Linked DNA regions of Anas platyrhynchos: region 1 is linked to region 2. Evidence: chromatin contacts called from public Hi-C data. All regions are on one chromosome and are shown on one strand. Each heading gives the region's core, a stretch centred on a gene start, on an enhancer-like site or on the middle of the called end of the contact. The rest is flanking DNA. Distances are from core to core; before and after follow the strand shown.

Region 1 (5,386 bases), core at 1,539-4,038, 56 kb after region 2:
TCCTCCAGTCCTTTAGTTTTCTTTGCTCAGCTGGGGCTGGTCCATTTAGGTTAACTGCAAAGCTGCACATTCTCCAGCACTGAGAGGGGAGGGAGAGGTCAGGCAGTGGATGAGGCTGCAGCTGGCTCCCATCCAAATGTGTGAGTGATGAAACAATGTAGGGCTCTGGCTTCCAGCTGCCACTAATCCCACATGCCGGGTGAGCAGGAGCACAGCCCAGGTCCTCAATTGGTGTATTGATGGAGGGAGGAGGTGAAGTCAGCGTGAAGTCAGGGCAAGCTGTGGTCTGAGTGTACTGATTTGGAAGGGCTAGATGAGCTGTTGACACCTCTGTGCTCCCTCGTCTCTCCTCCCAGTTTAACCTCTTCTTACATTCATGCATAGACAACTTTTTTTTTTTTTTGGTCTCGTTCTGGCAATGCGTGTAGTGTTTGCCAACTTTAAAGAAAGAGGAAATTTGAATCAAATTTGGCCCCTGAATTTTGGGTTGCTAATACCAAATTCCCAAGATGCGAGTATCAATGCATCTTGCGAAGAAAGTGTCTTCATCTTAAGTCAGCACATGGTGCCTGTTGATCACCACCAGCAAGACTGAAGCTTTATGCAGGAGGCCACAGTGCCAATCCTCTTGTGCCATGCACCACGGTGTCTCTGATGGCAGCATCCAGTGGGGCACTTGCAAGAGGATGAGGTAACAGGACAGATGAAGGCCAGTGCCATTGCTTTGCCAGCTCCTTCCTCCTCCTGCCTTTCTTACTCAAGTAATTGATGGCAGGCTGTAGTGACAGCTGGGCCTACACATACTGCTCTGGCATGAAGTTTCTGGCCTGAAAGAGCTTCCAATTAATCAAATAGATATTCTTATGACTTCAGGCTCACAGACTGCTAGTCTCATCTGGGGAGGTAATAGGTGTCTCTGTTGCAGTTCAGTGCTCTTTGTTTGGCGAAGAGACTAGTTGGCCCTAAAAAAAAGAACAAAACCCCAAGTGCCTACACAGAGGATCCTGTGCAGGTAGCAATTTGAGTGCTGCTGCATCACCTGCTCAAACCTCAGCTGAGAGGATGGACCTGCCCCAAAACAGCTGTGATACCCCTGAGTGAAGTGGAACAGGATATTGTAGGAGGATGTGTCCAAGGTCTGCCAGGACTGTAAGTGTTTTGCAAGGATCAGGAAATGCCATGAGGCACTTGTGTCTCTCTTCCACATCTGGCCTCTCACTGTGGTTCAGGGCTGGGGCAGAACATGCAGGAGGAAATATCCCTCACCGATCTGACTGCCCATTGTGGCTCGGGGTAGGAGCAGATGCTTCCCTCGTCCTTCTCTGCTGGGCAGAGGATCGGAGATGGGTACAATGGCAGGAAATGAATTAGGAGGTGTGAGAAGAGATGCAATTATCCTCATACATCACTACAGCTGACAAAGCTGATGCTGGCTGTGTAGCACAGAGTAGCTGATGCATTTCAGGAAACTTCAGAGATGTTTGGATTTTGTTTCTGAAGAAGTTTGAACAGTCATGGTTGTCAGATGCTTAGAAAACCTAGGAGATCTGTAGTATTATCCTACTATAATTGGACAGATTGGAAAAAAACACAATAGGAAAACTGCTGATTAGGTTCCACATTAAGACTGGTGCACAGATGGCACAAAGGAGAATGGGGAGCTTGCTTCTTGTGTACCAGCATTTACAAGGGCGATTGAGGAGCTGCAATTACCCATGAGGGAAAAAAGAAAAAAAAAGGATCAGTGTCACAAAGTTCTCTGCTGATATATGCAGTTTCCTTTTTATTCTTATCCATGTGCACCCTAGCCCCATATTCCAAGAAACGGGGACAAATCTAGTTTGTTAACGTATCTGCAAATCTTTGACAGGCACAAAAAGACCTCTCCCACCCTCTTCAAAGGCCAAAGCTTTGTAGGAAGCAAGGGAAGAGTGTGTTTGTGTGTGTGTGTATTTGTGAGAGTAAGAGAGGAGTGCGTGTCATCTGGATTGCTGTGAGTTTTGTGGCACCGAGTGACTGAACGCTCGGAGGCTTGACTTTTCCTCGCTGGTTTGACTGTGCCATCCTGTAACGGAAATGATTTGCGTGCCGTCCTCAACAGAAAGAAAACTAAACTGTTCGCCAGGCTGAGGAAAAAGATGAGCAGGTACCGGTACGGAGAGCAGCATTTCGATCTGTGTTTGATTTAGTTCCTAAAACTGGAGAGGCTGTTGCTGGACTCTAACAGCCTGGCACGTGTTAACCCTGTGACGGGAGAGGGGTCCTCTGCATGATACCGTGTGTTCATGGCCTGCTGGGTCCTGCTGAAATCTCTGTGTCTGGATAATCCCATTAACTGCTTGTGTGTCTGGTTTGAAGCCTTGCTTCCTTTCCTCCCTAAGAAGGCACTGGGAAAGTTCAGGCGTTGTCTGCTCGGTTGTTTTTGTGATGACTAAAAGTGTGGTGCTGGGTTGTGCAGGGGAAATATGGGCAATTGTGGTAATTAACAATATCTAGTCTTACCTAGTGATGCTTGCCCTTTTGAACAGCTCTGAAATGCTGCATTCTCATTCCCTGCCTGGCCCAGGAGGACCAATTTTATATGTAGTCCTGTCCTATCCTACCTGGTGTGGTGGGAGGACATTGATTTGGGAGAAGGACACTTCTAGGGTTTTGCTCTTTACTTGTTCTGCTCTTGATATCCTAACCGTTGTGCTCCATTCATTTAAGATTTGTGCAGAGCTGAAGGAGAGGGAAGCCTGTTACCCTGTATAAAGACTAACAGCAGCAGCTTGCCTTTCAAGACAGTCGTGGCATTGAATAACTGGATTGCTACAGTGCTCAGAGTTCCCATAGCCAAGGTCAAGGACTCCGACAAGAATGTGCTTTGGGGCAAAGTGGGGTTTGCTGCATAGCGGCATAGAAACTTCCCCTAACTCTTGTTTTTCTCAGTCTTTGTGTTGATATTCCTTCTATGGGGTCATTATAGGAATGAAAAAAAATCCTTTTAAATCTCAAGATGTTGTTCTGCCAGCAATAAAAGTAAGTGCTGGTGAATTGGGATCCCTGCTTTCTGATCCTGGCTTCCCACTGGCTAGGCCAAATTGTACAACCTTTCTCTTTGTTGGGCATCTTGTGTAAAATTGGAAGCTGGAGGGAATAAAATGGTAATTTCACAGGGAAACTGATGGGCACATCTTAACTATTTCCTCAAATGAAAAGTAGTGAGTGAATGTCATGTAAAAAAGGAGGATTTATAGGAGTATTTCTCTGGGTGTATGTGTCTGACCTTGGCTGGGCAGTGTTGCTGTGACTGCACCAGGAGGTGTAGTGTTTGCAGTCGTTTTAACCTTTTTTTTCCATCCAAATGGATGCCACAGCCGAGGGAGAGCCTAGGAAATCTCATCTGGATGAGCTCTACCCACAACATCCTCCAGTCAAGGTCCTGCTGGCCCAGCAGTTAAGGTGTTTGACCCTGGCTTATCTGGAGGTTTCTGCTGTCAGAGCAGCTGCAGGGGGAGCAGAGAAATATGCAAACCCTGGTGCAGGGAAGGAAGGTCAGGGACTTGGTTGCTCTTTGATCTGCAGCAAAAACATACGTTTGTGCCACTGGATGCCTGGGTATGGAGGTGTTATTTTTCTTTTTCTGTCCCTCCTTTTCTGGGGAGTGGAAATAATTCTAGTGTTCAGACAGCTTTGATGTTAAAAACAAACAAAAAAAGCCACAAAAAACAGCCTAATTACTTTGGGCTGAAAGACGCTATCTGAGCCTCAGCGGAGATGCCAACCTCCTTTTTTTTTTTCTTTTTAACTTGAGAACTTGGCAGGAGGTGACTTGTCTGTTTTTACCATATTGGAGATTTGGTTCCATCCTCTAATGCAGGATTGTTACTAGCATATAGGAACCCCATCTGCAGATTTTAGTCATCTCTTCCAGAATAGATGAGGCAGCCCAGTGAAGGGTCTGGAAGCTTAGCAGCACTCTGAGAGGCTGGGCGATTTGCAGTTTTCCTTCAGTTGCAACTGTGTTAGACCTTGCTCTTGACTCTCAAAGAGCAGAGTGGTTTTCCTGTTCCCCTTCCCCTTTCCAGTTGCTTATGAAAAGGTGTTGTTCTGACAATTTTCTGCGATACATTTGGTCAGTCCCCACACTTGCTTGCTCCAGGAACACAGGGAAAAGCGGTCTGTTTGGAAACAGGGTTTTGCTCCGTGCAGGACACACAGCTTGTGCTTGCCTAGGACCCGTGGAGGCCCCAGGATCCTGGTGAGGGGCAGACCTGGTGCTGGTCACCAAGTTGCTGAATGCGCGCGGAGCAGCAAGTGCAGGAATGAAGGTGCTGCTTGTGGGGCTGGTAGAGGCTAAGTCAAAATTAGCAGTGGCATTTTCCTACGAGGATCAGCCAACACATCAAACAAGCTGTAAATAGCAGTGACTTAATGAGGGCTTTAGTGTGGGGCCCTCTCAGCCCTTCTAGGATGAGGGGAAGAAACTGGTCTGCCTTTCACGTGGGAGTCTTTCAGCAATATGTCTCCAAATTAAGCCACTGCCAGACACCACAAATACGCTACCAAAAAGCTCTTTCATGGCTTCTAGAAAAGGAGTGTGAACTCCTTTCTTGCCAGGAGAAAAATCCCTTTCACATGCTTAGTTGGAGAAACGTACACTAGTGCTGGTAGCCAGGACTCCCCAGTCTGCCCAGGAGTTTGAGAAGTCCTGGCAGTCCGGCCACAGGTCTCTGTCCTCTCCATCTCCTCCAACGTGACTCTAGTAACATTTTTTCTTTCCTCAACTCTAGCACCAGGAGGTATTTTCTTTACATTTTCACAAGCAAAACAGTTAGATTGAGGAACATATTGCCTCACCTCTTCCTGATTTTTCCCCGGTTTAGTTCCTTGATTTTGTTCGCCACATTTGAAGCCTCTCACACGCACTTGCCCATGCCTTGGGACACCTCTCTGGGCTGAGCATTTTGCAGTCCCAGGCAGTCCTACGCAATTCATCGCTATCATTCTCATCCGTCTGCAGCAACCCTTACTGACATGAGGGTAGGACCCCCTTGGAGATCCCAGAGGCGATGCATTGGGGTGCAGGATCTGTGTCTTCAGTGAGGCTGGGCTCAGCAAGGTCATCATTCCAGCCTCTGATGGTGCTGTAAATGGTGTTGCCGTGGAAATAGTACCAAGATAATGCTTCTCCTGAAATCGTGTTGAGGTTTCAATGTTGTGAACCTGTTACATGGAGCCTGCTGTTTCCTGGTAACTCTCATTTAGAGCAAGACTTCCTTACCTTCACTCCAACCATTATTACCTGTAGCACATTATTATCTGTAGCACAGCCTTGGCAATGTCACAGAACCCTTCCTGCAAAACCCTCTGTGTTGAAGTGACTTGGGGGGGACATCTTAGG
Region 2 (5,593 bases), core at 737-3,236:
TTGATTAGGCACTTCTAGAGGGCACATTAATTGAGAGGCATTTAGGAGAGTCACAAAAGCTAGGCAGTGCTGCCTTTCTTTTTGCCCCTTTCCTTGGTAGAAAGGAGAAGTCTGGGTGGCAGTTTCTTAATATAGGCTGCCAGGCGGGATGGAGAGTGCAAACTTTACCAACAGGGAGGAAAGCAGAGCTTAACAGCATCTAATCCTGCCGTAAAACCACAGGCTGCATTTAATCTCTTGATGATACGCAGATATCAAAGCCTGGCCTCTCTGCAAAGATTTGACGTGCGGGTTCAGAAAGCTGGTAACCTGTTTGGAAGTGATTTTATTTTTTTGCCAGTTCTTTGTTGATTGTGTTGATTTTATGCATTTTAAGGAGGTTTAGAACTTGTTAGAATTGCCTAAGAGATATGCTAGTTACCAGTCCTCTTCTAAGTTTACCTTTACAGGAGGGAGATGAGGGGCTGGAATAGCTGCAGTACAAACACGTTTCACTGGGCATTTCCTAGCGCTTTGCTTTCAAACTGGATTAGGCAGAAGTGCAATACTTGCTTGCCAGCAGGAAGGGAAAGGGAACTTCAATCTTACAGTGACTAGAGTGTTTGAAAACAGAGCTGAAAGTGTTTTTTCTTTTTTTTTGGTCTTCAAGCCATTTGGCATGATTGCACGGTTGATAAGGCCAGAAACAATAACGTGTGACTTAACCAACTCAGCTCAAAGTTGATTGGTATCTGCAGAATGAGTGATTGTATCCCCTTGGGTTCCTTGGGAATGGTGCCACTGATGGATGTGCACGTATGCAGAACACACAGACTTTATGAAGTATAAAGGCTGGGATATGAGGATGGTGTAGATCTCTGCATCTTCTTCCTTAACAGAAATGCTGATGGTGTAGCTCTCTGGTACCCTTGCATGTGACACATTCCTGTAAATTGTGGTAAGTCTTGTGACACTGCGAGTTCCAGGAGGCTGAGTGTAGAAGGACCAAACTTATTTCTATCCCTCCTTCCTCAGCCATTATGATGGATAAAAGGAGCAAAACTGTGAGGGGGAAAAATAGAATATGAAAAAAGAAATGCAGGGAATTAATTTTCTGTAATTTGTATGCTTAGTGCATGATGTTTGAATTGTCATGCCGTAGGCTAGTGTCCAAGGCAGATTCCTTCATCCCATCCACTTTGGGTGGTGGAACATGGCCCATCTGGTCCAAATACTGATTCTGACACAAGACCAGAAAGGGGAGCGAGTTGTGCCAGGGGACAGCATGTTTCAAGGGTTACTTTGGAAACAGATTTTGGGGAAAAAAAAATAAAAATGGTGAGAACAGTGCCAAGCTCTATTAGGGAAACAATGCTCAGGAAAAGTTGTTTTTTTCAGATGTAAAAGTATATTTGGGGTCTGCACGGAAATGCTCCTCAAGGTATAGGCTCCTCAGTGGAGGAATGAACGACCTACTTTGTACACTGAGCCAACACGACTGGGGACTTTTTTTCTTTTGCCTCCTTAAGCTGAGTAGCCATTGCAAAAGGCTGAGCCTCGCTGTGCGTTAATGGACGTGAACCACTGCAAGAAAGTACCCATGCTGATAACATTCGTCCTTGTGACGTGCAGCCGGCATGGCTGCTTGTTAGCACCAGCACTGCGATTGCGTTATGTGCTGCTGAAAATGGACATTCCCCATACTGTAACTGTTCCAATGTAAGTACTGGACAGCCTCGGTTAGTTAAGATGCTTCTGTTTTATTTCAGCAGAATCCATATTCAAGTTGCTTTTTAGGTAATTCTTGCAGAGGTTCAGTAAGGGTGGTTTTGTAGGTAGGGGTGCAGGGCTGTTTTTGAACGTCGGAAAATTCATGAAAATGCATAAGCCACAGGAATTGTGAAAGAGAGACTGGCTTTCTTTGGAGAAGAAGAGCAGCTGTATGTGCAGGGGCTGAGAGGGGAGAATGAGGAGGCTGACCATGGTAGGAAGGGCAAGGTCAGAGAAAACTGAGGGTGATGCGATGAGTCAATTGTGGGTGCTGCGTCAGTGCACTGCATCCGGGCTGCTTATAGACTAGGGCTTGTCTGCAGATGGGTACTGGAGTCAAGTGCTGGACTTAGAGCTTTTTGCCAAGCTGGAGGCTTTTGCTCTTCATTCCCTGACCCTCAGTGATCATAAATAATTGCGGAAGGAAGTGAGCATTACCAGGGCTGGATGACATTACGGTGTGGCTGTGGGTATTAGCAGGTGAAAAGAGCTGGGCTGCTCTGCTGGGTCCTCAGAGCTGGGGTGGGAGGATTTAAGTGGGGTGCCTTGGAAGCAGCCCATCCCGTATCTCCAGCTCAGGCCTGACTTGTTGAGGAGGCTCCCTGCGGGGAGGCATCGTGGGGCTTTTCCTTTCCAATGGCAATATGGACAAATTCTCAGCAAGTACATTGGCAAGGAAGCCAGGGGGCTTACACCCGCTTGCTGAAGGAGAACTTTGCCCATCAGGCCAGGCTCTCAAATTTACTGTTACTCATCCTACAACTCCTTTGAAGGCAGGCCTCTCGGGGGAAAAGAAGAGCTGTTCAAAAGCTGCTCCCTTCTGGCTTTTTGTAGTCTGTGACTCCAGATTTTTTTCACTAGAGGATAACACGTGACTTGTTTTGGAAGAAGCAACAAGAGATAATCATCTGTGTTACTCCACATGTTCCCACTTTGCTGGGACAAGCCACATCCTGTATCCCAACGTGGCCGTGGAGGGCAGTGTTCCTAAAGCTTTCTCCTGCATCTGATCCTTTGCTGCTGTCTCCTTCTGACTCGGGGAGATCCAGCTGCTGATCCAGATGTCTGCCTTTTCCTTCTGCCCAGCTGTGTGTTACATGTTCCAGATCCATCCTGCATTTCAGAAATTCCCATCCCTGTTCAGCAAGGCAGCCAGCAACCCTTACAGGAGCTTTCCTAGCCTCTTAAGGGTTCTGCGTCTAGCCTGTGGCTTCTGGAGTCCCTTTGCTCATGGCTCTGCCTTATAAGAGCTCCTCTGCCCCCTCTCCTCCAGCACACACCTGCTCCTTTATCTCTTTCTTCAGCTCAGCATGGCCCCAAATGCCTTTTGTGTTTTGTCCTGATTTGGTTACTTCATTTTGCATCAGTGGCTGCACAAAAATAAAAATACTTCTTGCAAATGTATCAGCACTTAAAATGAGGGTTGCTGGGGAGGAGGCGGAGGACATGAGAAGGGGGATTTGTGCAAACAGCACTATTTATGTTATCTGTTCCTCTTACTAGTGTTACTGTCGGCTATAGATAGGGTTTAATTAAGCGATGTTAAATGCGTACCCAAGCAATAGACGTGGATGTTGCTCAAGTCCTGTTGCCTGGAATGTCACACTGATGCCAGCTGAATTAAGTGCTGCCATTTGGCATTATGAGCTACCCAGCTTCAACGCAGTTACAACCCAGCTCCATAGTTGTCTGCTTTTTTGGTCTCTGCTTTGATACCTAAATCTCAGCTAATGTAGCAGGAGTGTTTAAAAGGAACCTGGGCTTGGAGGTGCTCAAATGGCTTAGGCATGGACAGTTAGCTGCAATTATGTGAGTGTGGGCAGCAGCGTGGTGTGCCTGCACTGACCCAACCACACCACCGTGTCGGCAAGATGAGAAATGGCCTTCCCCTGCCGCCACAGCACCGGTCCCACCACACCATCACTGAATCTAGGCTTGAAAGTTGCGAGAAGCTAAGCTGCAAAAACCCTGGGTAAAAGGAGAAACGCTTTGAAATGTTGAAAATGGTCAAGGGGATAAAAATCTTCACGTGCAAATTCTTTGAACTTAAGAATTTGGGTCAGTACTACGTGCATGCCCGAGAGCTGTCCCTCTTAATGACCTCTGGGGAAAGAGGTTGGCTGGGGCCTGTGGTTACGTACCGAGGAGAACTTCTGCTCCACTGATAGGCCCTGCACAGAGGTGGGGAGAGGTAATGCTTGCACAACATCCTGAGATTTGGCGATTTATTTGTGTACTTCTGTACAAACTGCAGAACTGCCTTGAGGAAAATAGCTCTCGCATACCGGAGATGTGCTGTGTATTTTCCTTAACTTCCAGGATGGCTGTTCTCATGTGGGAAACAGTTCTTCTGAAGGCTAATATTAGAAATACAGAAGGTGGGTTAATTTTCTCTTGCAACAACGTATTATAAGACACAATGTATGTATTTAATATGTAATATATGTATTAAGATACAGATTTTTAAGTTAATCTTTGCTTATGCTCAGATTGCAGTTTAGACTGACTGGCTAATACTGACTTATTTCCGTGACTGGCTTTTTTTGTTGTGCTTTTGCACCACTCTTTCACTCTTACCGTCCCATATGTTGTTGTAAGAGCAGTTTCAAAGGGGTTCTTGCTACATCTTGGTCATTTTGTTAAGTCACTTGAGGGTTTTTTAGCTGTAGTTAAGAAACCACATCCTTAATGTTAGTCTCCTGCCTCAACAGGTAAAGCGCTCCCATCACCCCCATTTCCTTACGGGTTTTATTTCGCTTGTAATGTAAGTGGCAGCAAAAAAATGAGTTGTTAACTCTCAAATGAAAAAGTGGTGCCTTTATCCTTGATTACCAGGCTGAATTCACAGTGAGCCTTGGGGTCAGGCTGGCAGGTTGCACATGGTACAACCTCACCCAGCGCTGTCGTGCCTGTAGTAAACCGGCTGGGCCTTAGTGCACACGCGTAAGGGAGAATGAGGAGTGAGCCCACGGCTGCACAGATTAGTGAAATTTAGCCGATCCTCTTTCTGGGATAAAAGGGAAAGCAAAATAATATAGCAATTCCTTGCCACCCTGATTGTATGGTGTTTGGGTGCTTGCAGCATCTTTTCTGTTGGTTTGTGTTGCACCAGGGTGGTTTCTCCTATGATGAGTGCCAAAGCCCGCCTCCTCTCCCCAAACCCTCCTTTTCAGTTCGTGCTCAAAAGTGAATGTTGCTGGGAGTGGTTAATCTTCAGAAATGCAGCCTGTTGGGATGCTGGAAGAGAAGCCAGGACTCCTTACCATCACAAGTACCAGCTTTGACATCTGCAGTGCAGTCTGGATGCCAGTGATGTGTGAACAACTTGCCAGGAAAGCGGAGAAATGATGCTGCTAGGTCATCTCAGGATGATTTTTCCACACAGGGATAAATAAATGTTCCATCCAAAGTCACTCTTAAATTAGGCGAGAAGATGCACAGAGTGGGCGGAGGAGGCGAGGCAACGTGTCGGTGCAGGACTGCAGTAAGGTGCTTACCCAGCCAGGTGTCCCAGGGTGAACCAGGACGCTCTTCCAGCAAAAGTGCCCTTTCTGCGGTGCTCCAGCTCTGTTCTGCAGAGCTGGCTCCATGAACAGGGTACGTGGGTGGAGGCTCTGGAGTGCGATATTCCCATTGCCATTACCTGCGGGGTCGCCGTGCCCTCTAGCACAGACTGCAGCCGGAGTGGCTCTGCCCTGCCGCAGTTGCGTGCTTAAAGAGCATTACCCCGATTATCTGGGAGGAGGATTAATGGCAGCTGATGGGTAGCTGGGGCTGCGTGGGCAGTGCTCGCTGTCTGCCCTCCCAGCCCTGGGACACAAATACCTGTGCCCCTGGCCCCACA

The links. A called contact is a pair of places that touch in the nucleus more often than the background predicts.
Region 1: a contact with region 2 is called in a Hi-C map of skeletal muscle, with 3 times the contacts expected there. The contact joins two enhancer-like sites. A contact is called at or near these places in 3 of 8 Hi-C or Micro-C datasets (F5 follicle and skeletal muscle).

Annotation. Positions count from the first base shown.
Region 1 is chr7:11,948,658-11,954,043 of IASCAAS_PekinDuck_T2T, forward strand. BIN1 (bridging integrator 1) reads left to right here. Exons shown (of 20, transcript XM_013097533.5): 11 at 2,102-2,152. Among named protein-coding and RNA genes, the nearest start is that of BIN1, 64 kb to the left of the region's middle. Within about 2 kb of position 2,789, at least 4 of the 8 cell types and tissues checked have an H3K27ac peak or open chromatin away from gene starts, as enhancers often do. A contact at or near this core is called in F5 follicle, where this site is marked.
Region 2 is chr7:11,893,930-11,899,522 of IASCAAS_PekinDuck_T2T, forward strand. All of the region lies in intron 1 of BIN1 (bridging integrator 1), which reads left to right. Among named protein-coding and RNA genes, the nearest start is that of BIN1, 9.4 kb to the left of the region's middle. Within about 2 kb of position 1,987, at least 5 of the 8 cell types and tissues checked have an H3K27ac peak or open chromatin away from gene starts, as enhancers often do. A contact at or near this core is called in F5 follicle, where this site is marked.